2 separate regions of the Ovis aries genome follow, and region 1 is linked to region 2. Evidence: chromatin contacts called from public Hi-C data. All regions are on one chromosome and are shown on one strand. Each heading gives the region's core, a stretch centred on a gene start, on an enhancer-like site or on the middle of the called end of the contact. The rest is flanking DNA. Distances are from core to core; before and after follow the strand shown.

Region 1 (6,499 bases), core at 31-2,530, 44 kb after region 2:
CGCGGCTTTTTCCCGGGAGGGGCCGAAAGCTACAGAGCCCCTCCCCCGCAGCGGACACTAGGGGGCCACCCGCGAGGCGAGAACCCATGTGCCGCCCCGAATCCGAGGGACAGGAGTCAGCCCCAACCCTCACACATTCTAGTTTCTCTTGGCCGAACCCCAAATTCGGCCTCCGGGGCCAAAGTGCAGGTTGAGTAGACGGGCTCTACAAGCCTCAGAAAGGGCAACACACTCGCCCTTAGAGTGGTGGGAAGCCCGCCCCGGCCCCTCCCCAAACCGCCACCGAGACCCACCTTCCTCCTCTTCCTTTAGCAGCTGGGAAACTGGGGGCGTTTGTGGCGCCCCTGGAAGAAGACTTGCAGGCTGAGAGAATGTCACCTCTGAGGCACCCTTCTCTCTCCCTCTCTCCCCTCACAAATGCACACCTCGAGCCCCTCGCTAGTTGTCACAGCCCAGCTGCTGACCCCCTCCGTCCACCTAGCTGCGGGATTCCGACAGCCAAAGCCCCCACTTTCTCCTAAACACCTCCCATCCCCCTCCATTTGGAGCAGCCCCTTCAATGCGGAAATGTCCCCACCTCGCAGACAGACAGGAGCAGCCTCCAGTCAGGAGCCGAGGCGGGTTCAGGGCCTGGCCTATGAGACGCACGGAGGTGGCAGGGGGTAGGGCGTCTGCGGCCTGAGGCAGCCCAGCGGAGCCGAAGCTGGGATGGGAGCCGCGCGTTCTGTGGTTGTGAAAGGAGTGTTTCACCAGTACAACTCCCAGCCTTCCACAGATACTTTAGCAAGAGAGAGAACCTGAAGCACGATTGGTTATTTTCGTACTGCTTAAAAATGTTTCCGCTTACCAGAGATTGAAGATAGTCGTGTACCCGGCCGATAGAGCCAGATCGCCCTCCGCCCCCGCACCCCCGCCCCCCAAAGCAACTACCCTGAGAGCCAGGCCCTTCTCAGTAAACGCAAACTCTTCTCACACAGCTGGTGTCGGGAGGGTGAAAATTCGGGAGGGTTAAGGAATAAGCAGTTGGATGTGTGGTACTTACTAACAGGAGGAGAAATGTAGGGCATCGAAGAAAATGCCATGTGAAGGCTCTCGCACCAGAGTACCACCCCGGTTCCAATTCCTACAGAGATTTTCGCTGTGCTAAACGGTTTCCTTTTCTGATAAAAGGGGAAATGGCTTAGGTTACCCATCATGAAATGCTTACCGTTTAGTAGACTCTTGAAGTCCTCAAGGAAAGAGGATTTTAAAAGCTAGAACGTTGGCAGTGACTCGGGGACTGCAAGAGGGCCCGCCCAACGCCGCTAAATCACACCTGGTATTGCCAAGCCTATATGACCCAGTGCGCCGGCCATTGGGTGTATCTCAGACTTTACAAGTCATCACTCAACCCGCCTGCACTGGGACAAGTGAATTGTCAGCGCTATCTTAAGGTGCCTTCTATAAATCAAGTCATTCTAGAAGAGTTTGAGGCATTGGAAAACACTAATCAACCAAGGTAAGCGAGAGTTTTTAAGTGACTCATTCTGTAAACAAACTAATCTTTTTACTGCTGCCTATTCCTATGGGAATGTTACTGAAGTAACACAGAAAAGACCAGTGATTCATTTGCCATACTGGAGAACAATAACCTTTCATATAATATTTTTTCTGTGAAATCCAAAAAGATCACACCCGAAAACCTCTCAGCTATAAAAGTAGTTTCCACAAATAAAACCAAAGAAGTGTAGTAGAATGTCTACACTTCAGTAGAAGCCTTTATGTACAGTAGAGGAATTTTTCCAGCACTAGGTGAGCAGTATTTATCCATCAGGGTCAACACCAAAATAAAATACTACCAAAAAATTTGAGCCCCATAGCGTTGCTTTGCTGCTGCTGCTGCTGCTAAGTTGCTTCAGTGGTGTCCGACTCTGCGCAACCCCATAGATGGAAGCCCGCCAGGCTCCCCCATCCCTCGGATTCTCCAGGCAAGAACACTGGAGTGGGTTGCCCTTTCCTTCTCCAATGCATGGAAGTGAAAAATGAAAGGGAAGTTGCTCAGTCGTGTCTGACTCTTAGCGACCCCATGGACTGCAGCCCACCAGGCTCCGCGGTCCATGGGATTTTCCAGGCAAGAGCACTGGAATGGGGTGCCATTGCCTTCTCCGTTGCTTAGCTGAAAGGTAATAAAGTTGAAGAGTGGTGAAGAGTCTTTAATTATGGAGGTTTTATTGTAAGAAGGATGATCAGTTATTTTCTACCTACCAAAAGATTAAGGGAGAGGAATTGAGTTTTAATTGCAGCAAGAGTTTTTGGTAAAATTTAAGAATGACATCTTGGTTTATGAACGATTATATATTAAGATATAGTATCAAAGGATGTTGTACACTTGCTGCCTCAAGAAATCTCTAAAAAGAAACTGCCTGTCTTCAGTGGTTAAATCATATCAATTCAGAGGCTGGCTCTTAGAGAAGTAAAACTCTAGAAGCTGTATTCCCAAATATTATTTCAAATCAGTTCAGTTCACTTCAGTCCCTCAGTCGTGTCCGACTCTTGCCGACCCCATGGACTGCAGCACGTAGCCTTCCCTGTCCATTACCAACTCCCAGAGTTTACTCAAACTCATGTCCATTGAGTTGGTGATGCCATCCAACCCCTCATCCTCTGTCATCCCCTTCTCCTCCCACCTTCAGTCTTTAGCAGCATCAGGGTCTTCTCAAATGAGTCAGTTCTTCATATCAGGTGGCCAAAGTATTAGAGTTTCAGCTTCAACATCAGTCCTTCCAGTGAACACCCAGGACTGATTTCCTTTAGGATGAACTGGTTGGATCTCCTTGCAGTCCAAGTGGACTCTCAAGAGTCTTCTCCAACACCACAGTTCAAAAGCATCAATTCTTCTGTGCTCAGCTTTCTTTATAGTCCAACTCTCACATCCATACATGACTACTGGAAAAACCATAGCCTTGACTAGACGGACCTTTGTTGGCAAAGTCATGTCTCTGCTTTTTAATATGCTGTCTAGATTGTTCTAACTTTTCTTCCAAGGAGCAAGCATCTTTTAATTTCATGGCCACAGTCACCATCTGCAGTGATTTTGGAGCCCCTCAAAATAAAATCAGCCACTGTTTCTGCTGTTTCCCCATCTATTTGCCATGAAGTGATGGGACCAGACGCCATGATCTTAGTTTTCTGAGTGTTGAGCTAAGCCAACTTTTTCACTCTCCTCTTTCACTTTCATCAAGAGGCTCTTTAATTCTTCACTTTCTGCCATAAGCGTGGTGTCATCTGCATATTTGAGGTTATTGATATTTCTTCCGGCTGTCTTGATTCCAGCTTGTGCTTCATTCAGCTCAGCGTTTCTCATGATGTACTCTGCATATGAGTTAAATAAGCAGGATGACAGTATACAGCCTTGATATACTCCTTTGCCGATTTGAAACCAGTCTGTTGTTCCATGTCCAGTTCTAACTGTTGCTTCCTGACCTGCATGCAGATTTCTCAAGAGGCAGGTTAGGTGGTCTGGTATTCCCGTCTCTCAGAATTTTCCACAGTTTGTTGTGATCTACACAGTCAAAGGCTTTGGCATAGTCAATAAAGCAGATATAGATGTTTTTCTGAAACTCTGTTGCTTTTTCAGTGATCCAAAGGATGCTGGGAATCTGATTTCTGGTTCCTCTGCCTTTTCTAAAATCAGCTTGAACATCTGGAAGTTCACGGTTCACATATTGTTGAAGCCTGACTTGGAGAATTTTGGGCATTACTTTACTAGTATGTGAGATGAGTGCAATTGTGCAGTAGTTTGAGTATTCTTTGGCATTGCCTTTCTTTGGGATTGGAATGAAAACTGACCTTTTCGAGTCCTGTGGCCACTGCTGAGTTCCAAACTTGCTGGCACATTGAGTGCAGCACTTTCACAGCATCATCTTTTAGGATTTGAAATAGCTCAACTGGAATTCCATAGTGCCCTGTAAAATGGAATTTCTGTATACAGTGCTTTAAGTTTCAATTCTGAACCCCCAAACATTTTGTAAAAGAGCCTCTTACTCCCTCAGAACCTCTAGAAACAATCTTACTTGGCAGACCAGATGGGATTAAGGGGAAAATATCAGGGCCATGGAGAAGTTTCAAGTCTTCTTAGAAGGCTATTGTCTATTTCTGAAATATATTTACATATTTTAATGACTGAAAAGTCATTTTGTGTGTGTATGCGTGGTCTTTTTTTTCATAATACACTACTGTGAAATTTTCGTTTAGGGTCCATGACACTGATAGTCTGTAAAATTAGATATTTGTAATGTAAATGGATAGATTTACAGATGAAAGTTTTAAAGAAATTTAGGTGTATGTGTGGGGAGCAGGGGCAGAATCTAAAGGAAGAAGTAAATGGTGACCTGGGAAGGAGTGTGTGTACACACAGGGATGAGTTGAAATGAAATTAACTGTAAATTAAAAAGAATGCTGGAAGCCAATTTTTCACTGGTACTATATACTACCATCCAAGGATGATATAAATTCTGCTTATAATTTTCTCATTCTTTCTTCTACTTCTGAGTAGAAACTTGAGAAAATTCAGTTTAATTTACCCAGTTCTATGTCTGGGATATATAACAACCTTGTTGTATCTTTTTCTTTAGACAGGAACATTCTATCAACACAAGGAAATAATGGCTCCTGCCTTATTTCTAAGCATCCCTTTTTTGGTGCCTATTTAGATTTAATGCTTGACATAGTATCTGGTGCATAGCAAGAACTCAATAAATTTATTCTTTGTGACCAGTCTAGTGCCAATAAATCTTTTCAACTTGCAGTGTTGTATCCTAGTCTCTACCCTTTGAGAGCTGTAAATAAGATTACATTTTAAACATAAATTTAGAGGTAAAGAATTTTTAAGTTTCAGTTATTTCCACCAAGAATGTGAACTTGGGCCAACGTAAAAGAGTAATAGCAGAAAATGCACCATCCTAATGACTTGACAGTAAGCTTTCCTAACTACCTAACTACCCACCATAAGCATTATCTAATATGTGGTGGTTTAGAAATTGCTAAAGTATGAAATTAGTGTACAGATCAGCAATGTGTGTGGTCTTTTAATTCTTTTCCTGTCTATTTTGACCCTGTTCCCCACACACAAGAAAATAAAGCAGTGCAGTTTTGGAGAACATGTCAAAGACATAAAAATTTCTATGTCATGCCCAAAGTTTAGCCAAGAGACCAAGCAACAATTACACACTAAACTATTGCCCACATTCAACATTGGCACCCATCTATACTCATCTAAATCCTAGGCCACCCACTGAAAGAAGAAAAAGGGGACTACTATTAATTAGTCAGAAGTTGCCAGTTATTGACTAGACATAACAGTAGGGCATTTTACTTGAGTCAAAAAGTGACCAAACAGGGTTAACTGGAAAATGATATCAAGTAATATCTGTGAAACAGACTACTAGAGGAAATGAATGATGTTTCCAAATACTTGAGGAAGAGAAAGACTTCATTCTTTCCTGTTGCCAACACCCTGTTGTTAATGAGTCAGGAAGTTTTCTGAAACAAGTTGTGAGTTTCAATTATAACGTATCCTTCCATTTATTCATAGTATGATTTTTAAAATTACATTTGAAGGTTATATAACTTTATATCACAACAATATTGCTTTATATCACAGCAATTATTTCAAATAAGATGTTTTTAAAAACAGAGTTTTTCACATTATCTCAAGAGTTGGTAAACCAATCTTCTGAGTAGTATTAATAGTCACCAGGCTTGCAAAAATACAGTTTAACCACAACATGCATCATCTTGTTCATGCTTATGGATAATTTCCTTCCCGGTTCTCCTTTGAAAGTTGCATAGAAGTCAGGTTTTTTCTATGTTGTCTCCTGTTACTCTTATTCTACATGTTGTCCAGAGGAGAATGTTGGTGACAAATGGTGATGCCCATAAATTGTTAAATCTCACTTCTATGCCAAACTGCATATAACCCCTTGATTATAGAGGCATAATGAACAGGCCCAGGAATAACTGTAAAGAATAGTCTGTATTCACTCAAGAGTTTCTAATAAACACAGATTGTTATATAGTCATAATTCAGAAATATGAAAAAACTCATTAAGGAATAATACATCTCTTGCTGCTAAGTCACTTCAGTTGTGTCCGACTCTGTACGACCCCATAGACGGAAGCCCACCAGGCTCCCCCATCCCTGGGATTCTTCAGGCAAGAACACTGGAGTGGGTTGCCGTTTCTGTTACTAAACTTATAAGATAAAATAAACCTTATACTTCTTTACTAAGGTGATGTATACATAGGTGATAAAATTACTTATTGACTTTGAAATCCTCAAAAAGAACTGATAAATAGAAAAGTATTCAGTTTAATCCTGTTTTTCTTCCTCTTTTAAACATATTAAAGATTCCCCACTGTGTATTCCATCAAACATCTTTTGATAGCTTTCCAAACATCTCTGCCTCTCGTCTAGCTTATTAAATTGCCTGCCAGTGCCACCACTGGGAAGGAAAGGATA
Region 2 (6,922 bases), core at 2,880-5,379:
ACAAAGTGAGGAGAAAATACAATCTTAGAAGTCAGACTGCTCTGTGTTCACTGTTTGATTCTGCACTTACTAACTAGCTAGGGAGGCCTGGGCATAAATCAACCTCTCTGTGTCTTGGTTTCCTCATCTGTAAAATGGTTATGATAACAGTGCTTATCTTACAGAGTTGTTGAGAGGAGCAAATGAGTCAATTCATGTAAAGAGCTCAGAATGATACTTAGTAAGTGCTGGATAAATGTTAGCTGCTGCTGCTGCTGCTGCTGCTGCTGCTAAGTTGCTTCAGTCGTGTCTGACTCTGTGCGACTCCACAGACAGCAGCCCACCAGGCTCCTGCATCCCTGGGATTCTCCAGGCAAGAACACTGGAGTGGGTTGCCATTGCCTTCTCCTTAGCTGCTGCTACTGCTATTATAATGATTGCTGGCACTGTATGAGAAACTAGGGATATAGAGATGAAAAAGACAGGGGCCACTGCCTGTTAAGAGCTTATGGTCTATGACTAAGGACTTTATGATTTATGTAAAAGAGAAGTCAGTGACAGTTCTTAGCATCCACGGTACCCAGCCAGATACATGAAATTCTCCCCAGCCTCCAAAAGGGGGCTAATAAAGTCAGATCATCCCAGCTCTGATGAAGGCTACCCCTAGAGAGAAGGAGGGGAGAGAGGCAGGGAGATCAAAGGAGAATCTGAAGAGACCCAGAGATTCCAGCACCACAAACGCTATTTAAAGATCAAAAGCTTTCACATCACTCTAAGGATTTGCTTTTAGGAACACCAAACCTTTTTTAACACACTAATAAAGAGACTAAAGATAGCATGCTCCTTGACTAGCTCAAATCCTCATCTGTTATTTTCTAAGGTAACATTTACAGTAACCTGAAAACTGAAAATCATTTTGGTAGCTCATGAGAAAGGCTCAACGTTCCAACTCACTTCGATTTGCTGAACGGTCAGATCCAGAAAGGTATTCTCGTTCCTCACGCCAATCAGACTCTTTGGGCCTTTGCAGCCCATGCTGGTTCCCAAACCGCCATTGAGTTTCACCACCACCAGCTTGTTCAGCACAGAGGATACATTATCAGGTAAGCCCCTGGCCTTTATCTTCTCATAGGGCTGAATCTGAAAAATTTTTTAAAGTTGTTAAGAGGTTAAACCAAATCAACACCAAGGTTATTTCCATGCTTCCTTGAAGAGGTTTGCTTTTTCTGTAGAGTTTCAGCTACATTTTCTTTAATGTCCAGGGCCCTTATGGTCAAAATTAAGTTCTTATCAGCAACTTCCCTTGCACACAGAAGTAGTTCAGTGGTTCACTTACAGTACAATGGAGCACAAGAGGGGGAAAAGTTACAGTCTACAAATATTTTGGCTGGCTGGTGAGAATATACTTCTCTTGGACTACCTTCAAAAGCACTGAATTCTCAATGTGCATCAACATAGCAAACAGGATGCACAAATTCATTCACATCTGTACATGTTTCTGGTGCACTATGAGTCTGCTTAGGTTCTGGACAAGTGTGCATATGATCACACAGTTCTGGGTAACATACTCGTGAAATCCTGGAGACAGGGCCAAACACTCGGAGCAGGCTACCAATGCCTGCCCTGGTATGGTTCACAAGGGTGTGATTTTTTGCAATCTGAAAGTTTTTTTTTCAACAAAAGCAAGTTTGCCTGAAAGAAAATGAGCTGTGTAAATAGTAAAACAAGTTTGAAATGAGCACAGAGGCTTAATCTTCAATTTCTTCCTCACAGGAAAGGAACAATGACAGTGGAAGCTCAAATTCTTCTGTTAGAAGGAGAGGCACAAACAAGTCTAAACATCTTACAATAAGAACGGAGCTTTTAAAAAGATCACAGTGTATTTTCTATCCATTTACAGAACACTTGTTGTTACTTTTCTTTTATGAAATAGGTCATCAAATGTACTCTTTAGTTATATCATGGTGGAGGATAGATAATACTTAAGGGGACTGAAGAAATAAAACCAGAACTCTTTCATCCTGCAAAACTAGACCTAAATTCATTAGAAAACAACGAGAAACAATGAGAAAAAACTTTTCTACTTTCTATCTCCATGAGTCTGGCTACTCCAGGTGGCTCAGACATGAGTCACAATGGACTTGTCTTTTGTGACTGACTTATTTCACTTAACACAATGTCCTCAAGGTTTAATTAGCGTTCTTTTTTTTAAAGTGACTTATTTATGCTTCAGGAGATTCCAAATTAATGCAGATTTTCCCAGACAATTGCTTTCATTTAATAAAGTTGATATTTCTGTATGCAGCAGATCTGAGAGAAGGGGAGACTGACAAAGAAATGTAATACAGGTTGACAGATTCTATGGCAAATCGAGCCTTAAGTAAGTTTTTTTATTCCATTTGTAGGTGTTAAAATTGAATAGAATACATGTTCTGAAGTCTTAGTTTAGTGAATCAGAAAATGGATTCTCTTCATTTGAATTTAAGAAACAATATACCCTCAGCTTTGAATTAAAAGATTAAAAGAATGAAAAATAATACTACAAGTGTAACCATGGTTCTAAAAGTGTGAGTCTGAGAAAACGCTGCTCTTTCAAATACAGTTAATAACAGTACAAAATGGCAGGGCTTAGGGTTTCAGACACTATTCAACACCTGAGTTATGAGTTTTCCATTATCTCTTAGGAATGGGCAGCCTGTCATTTCAGGGCAGAAAATTTACAAAAATGTAAACAATGTAAAAAGAAATTTCTTCATATTTTTAGGTATGCAGTCAAAAGATCACCAGGATAGCATTTTTCACCATTTTGTCACCCTCCAGACACAGTGCTAAATGCAGCTGAGTAATTGAAATTTTAATTTTATTTAATATTAATGTAAATCAACATACATGGCTAGCAGCATGTGTAGTTCTAGATGGCCTGTTAAAAAATATCAACCAAACAATCAGAATTATGTTTCAGTTTTAATAAAACTCTGCCAAAATCCTTTTTTTGTTCAATATAACCTTTTTTCTTTTTAACTTCAATGACACTGACTCATATCATCTGTACAGATGAATTAAAAACCAAAAGTCAACCCTGGAGCCTTAAAGTTTCACCAGGAAAGAAAAAAACCCCAATATTACATATATTCATTATAAAACATCTTTGATCCACATATGATAAAGAATATAAAGTATTTAGGGAAAAAATGTTTTCTTCATATTAGTCAAACTTCAAAACATGCATTTTACTAGAATGCTTTAAGAAGACAGTTCCTTACGACTGAGTCTATGGAGGCTAAACAAATTTTCTTGTATCCCCCAAATTTAATCTATATATAATGGTGATCATGTATCCTCCTTTATTCTCTATGTAACAGTGATCAAAGGTCCCAGCCTCACAATGACTTTAACACTAGGCCATCTGCCTTCAGCCAAAAGATATATTAAATACACTTTTGGTCTTGATTCAAATCTTCCCAAGATTGGTATCTTGAGAACTTCAGTTTAAATTTAAAATTTACTTCTAAATTAGCTTTCAAATATTTGGGGTGAAATAAAATAAGCTGATCCAAGAACAATGTTAAATTCCAAAACTGAGCTAATGGAGACTTTTGGGCCCAGGTACAGGCAACTCCCAAGTAGAAACTTGTTTATCATTTAGGTGGGAGCCCAGAATTCTATGTGAAGTGCCTTACTTAGAACTTTGTACACCAAGTTAAGTGGGTAGGGAGTCACCTAACCCCTACAAATGTCAAGGAACCATGGTTCTTTAGGTGGTGCTTTCAGTAATACCTACTTGTCTTGCTATAATATAGCAGCTAATTAAATACAGGCCCCACTGAAGAACTGACTGTTAACAAGAAAAGGACTATGGAAAGAAAGGGAAGAAGTCACAAGGTGTGAACTAACAACGTACAGCCAGGGAGAAGATGTCCAGAGTCATCGAGTCAGCATTGCTATTAGAAACCTCCACTTAAAAAAAAAAAAAGAAACCTCCACTTTCACTTACGTTTCAGCTTAAATTCACCCGACTCCGCACACAGACACAAACACACAGAAAGGCAGCAGTCATGCATGGAAGGAAGCCAAGACAGTTTTGGTCTACAGCTTACTGCAGTTTATATTAGGTGGCAAGCTCAGCTTTCCTCACATAAATCACCCCATATACCAATACAAGTTCCCTCTGTGGCTGATGCTGTCCACACCCACCACCAGGGACCTCACCAAGCAATCCCACAGAGCTCGGTTTATTTCCAGAGCCAAGAGGACCTGTGTTAGAAGACTGTTTGGCAACAGCTGAAGTTATGCTGGACACACCTAGTCCCAGGGACATTATTAGATCTGTTCTCCACTATTCCCCTCTGAGCTCCCCCAGGAGAATGAACAAAGACATCCACTCAGGCAAAGATGGATGGGGTTGGGAGATGACAGGGAGTACCATGCACTGCTGGATACAGCCTAGATGTTACTCTCACTGAGTCACTTTAGTCAGTCACAGTACTCCCCAGATGGCGTCAGTGGTAAAGAACCCACCTGCCAATGCAGGAGAAGTAAGAGACACAGGTTCAGTCCTTGGGTGGGGAAGATCCTCTGGAGGAGGGCATGGCAACCCACTGCAGTATTCTTGCCTGGACAATCTCATGAGCAGAGGAGCCTGGTGGGCTACAGTGCAAAGGGTCACAGTCAGACAGGACTGAAATGACTTAGCACACACAGTGCTATCTCTGCTTTCAAGCCTGATCACCGTGTTTCTCTTTCTCCAAGACATGAATAGAATTCAGTGTTCTATGAAGACCTCTGTGGCACTGTAAATATACAGCAGGGCAACATCTACAGGTAAGGTGGGGCAAACCTCAGGAGGCTCCTGCAAAATGTGCTGCTGCTGCTGCTAAGTCACTTCAGTTGTGTCCACTCTGTGCGACCCCATAGACAGCAGCCCACCAGGCTCCGCCGTCCCTGGGATTCTCCAGGCAAGAACACTGGAGTGGATTGCCATTTCCTTCTCTAATGCATGAAAAGTGAAAGTGAAGTCTTTCAGTCGTGTCTGACTCTTAGCGACCCCATGGCAAAATGTGCAGGGGAGACAAAACCACTCACATTATCCTCTCAGTAGGAGAAAACAATGAGTCAAATACTCAACTTCCTCTGCGGAATGAACAAAGAAAGTAGCTGTGAAATTATGAAAAATCATAATTTAAACAACATTCTTCCCTCTAGGATGTAATCTAGTTTTTCTGCAGAAACTGAAATACTTTTTAAAAGATCTTTTAAAAACTGTCTACTATGACCTGTACCTTGCCAAGTCTGTTCACAACTTAGTTTCCAGTTAGAAGAAAAGCTGAATTCATTACACAGTCATGGAGACACACTGTTCCCATTAGCAATAGTATAACCCAGTTCTTGGTAGCATATTCCTGCTATTCCTGGAGACAGTGCCAAATACCCCAAACAAGCTAACAGTACCTGCCCTGTTATGGTTCAGAAGGGTATGATTATTGAGAAAGTTGTTTTTTTCCAACAAAAGCAAAATTTTCCAAAAAGAAAATGAGCTGTGTAAACAGTAAAACAAGGTTGAAATGACATTCCATATGTACAGGAAGTGTGCCAAGAACATCCGCGTATTCGGCAAGCCCTACTGGGCAGCCTGTGTGCCAAGGCCTGTGCTAGGTGCTTTCTCACTTCGTCTCTTCATTTCGCATTTCTAAAGGTAACAACCAAAATCTGGGTCACGTGAACACTCCAACCAATTACCTAGACCAGAGATTTGCTTTCTTGTTCAGGAAAAGCTGGCAAATCACATACATGATCACGTGATCCACCAGCAAACTTGCCAACACCTTGTCAGCCACCGAGATAAGCTCAGCTCCTATTCACAGGACGAACAAAACCATCCCCTACTACAGTGCCCTCGACCTTCTGCCTCCAGAACAGATCCTCAGGACCTTCCCGCATCACCACCTCTGTTGCTTCCCCTTCCTTCTGGTCACTGAATAGCTGTCCCCTGCCCCAAAGTAATCTCTCTGCTAGTGCCCACCTAAGATTCCTACTTCATCAACCTCCCAGCCTCAGAGTCAGCCTTTCCCTATCTATTCCTTTCCACAGACACAAACACACTCAAATATTTTACATCTAAAAAACAAAGAAAATAGCAAAACATACACTCACCCCTTTCTGTCCTTTTTTCTCCATCTTCTTAAAGTCAAAGCTTAAAAAGCTGCTGCACTCACCTCTACTTCCTCACCTCACCTCTTTTTCACTCAAACACCTGCTATAATCTTGTTTTCTCCATAGTTCAGTGAACTGCTCTTACCAAGGTCATTAACATCCTCCTCCTTGCTAAATCTAGTCAATAATAACAATGTTTCTCTTAAACTTGAGCTCTCAGCTGCATCTGAGACAACTGACCACTCCCTAGACCTTGAAATGCTCTCTTCTTGACTTCTGAAAGGCCACATTCTATTTTCCCTCTCTTTCTGCCTGTTCCTTTTCAAGTTCCTTCTAAGTAGACTTCCTCTTTCTGGAAATCTGCTCCTGTCTCTGGCACCAGAACATACTCAACTGCCAAGCCAAGAGCCTGCTCACACCTGACCAATGACCGAGGCCCGTCAGCCTCAGGAAACTCTCTGTTGCCACGGCTGCCATCCCACCTACCTCTCATCAATGCAGTGGCCTCCAGTCACCTTAACTCCCTCCAGGTTAGGGAGGTGGAGGTGGAGGTCACCTTAAGATGGAGGTCACCTTAAGCTCCACCTTGCAGGTGGTGATCTTTTGGAAAAGAGAATTTGAAGATGTTTCTCTCCTGATTACATCATTCACAAAACAAAGCAATGACACAGCACAGCAGAGATTTTTAGCTGCCTACCCCAATGTCATTTCCCCCCTCCCATTTTAGGACCCCGATTTTCAGCTGGGCACACTACCACCCCAAATAAAAGACCACATGTTCAGCTTCGCTTAG

What was found. Hi-C and Micro-C count contacts between places; a contact is called where the count stands out from the background.
Region 1: a contact with region 2 is called in a Hi-C map of muscle, with 2.7 times the contacts expected there. The contact joins the promoter of UGP2 here to the enhancer-like site in region 2. A contact is called at or near these places in 3 of 16 Hi-C or Micro-C datasets (hypothalamus, muscle and tail adipose tissue).

What each region holds. Positions count from the first base shown.
Region 1 is chr3:44,435,332-44,441,830 of ARS-UI_Ramb_v3.0, forward strand. UGP2 (UDP-glucose pyrophosphorylase 2) reads right to left here and starts at 1,281. Exons shown (of 9, transcript XM_060412075.1): 1 at 1,208-1,281. It overlaps WDPCP (WD repeat containing planar cell polarity effector), which reads left to right and starts at 686. Exons shown (of 19, transcript XM_060412062.1): 1 at 686-1,498.
Region 2 is chr3:44,388,467-44,395,388 of ARS-UI_Ramb_v3.0, forward strand. It overlaps UGP2 (UDP-glucose pyrophosphorylase 2), which reads right to left. Exons shown (of 9, transcript XM_060412075.1): 4 at 934-1,119. Among named protein-coding and RNA genes, the nearest start is that of WDPCP, 44 kb to the right of the region's middle. Within about 2 kb of position 4,130, at least 21 of the 54 cell types and tissues checked have an H3K27ac peak or open chromatin away from gene starts, as enhancers often do. A contact at or near this core is called in hypothalamus and muscle, where this site is marked.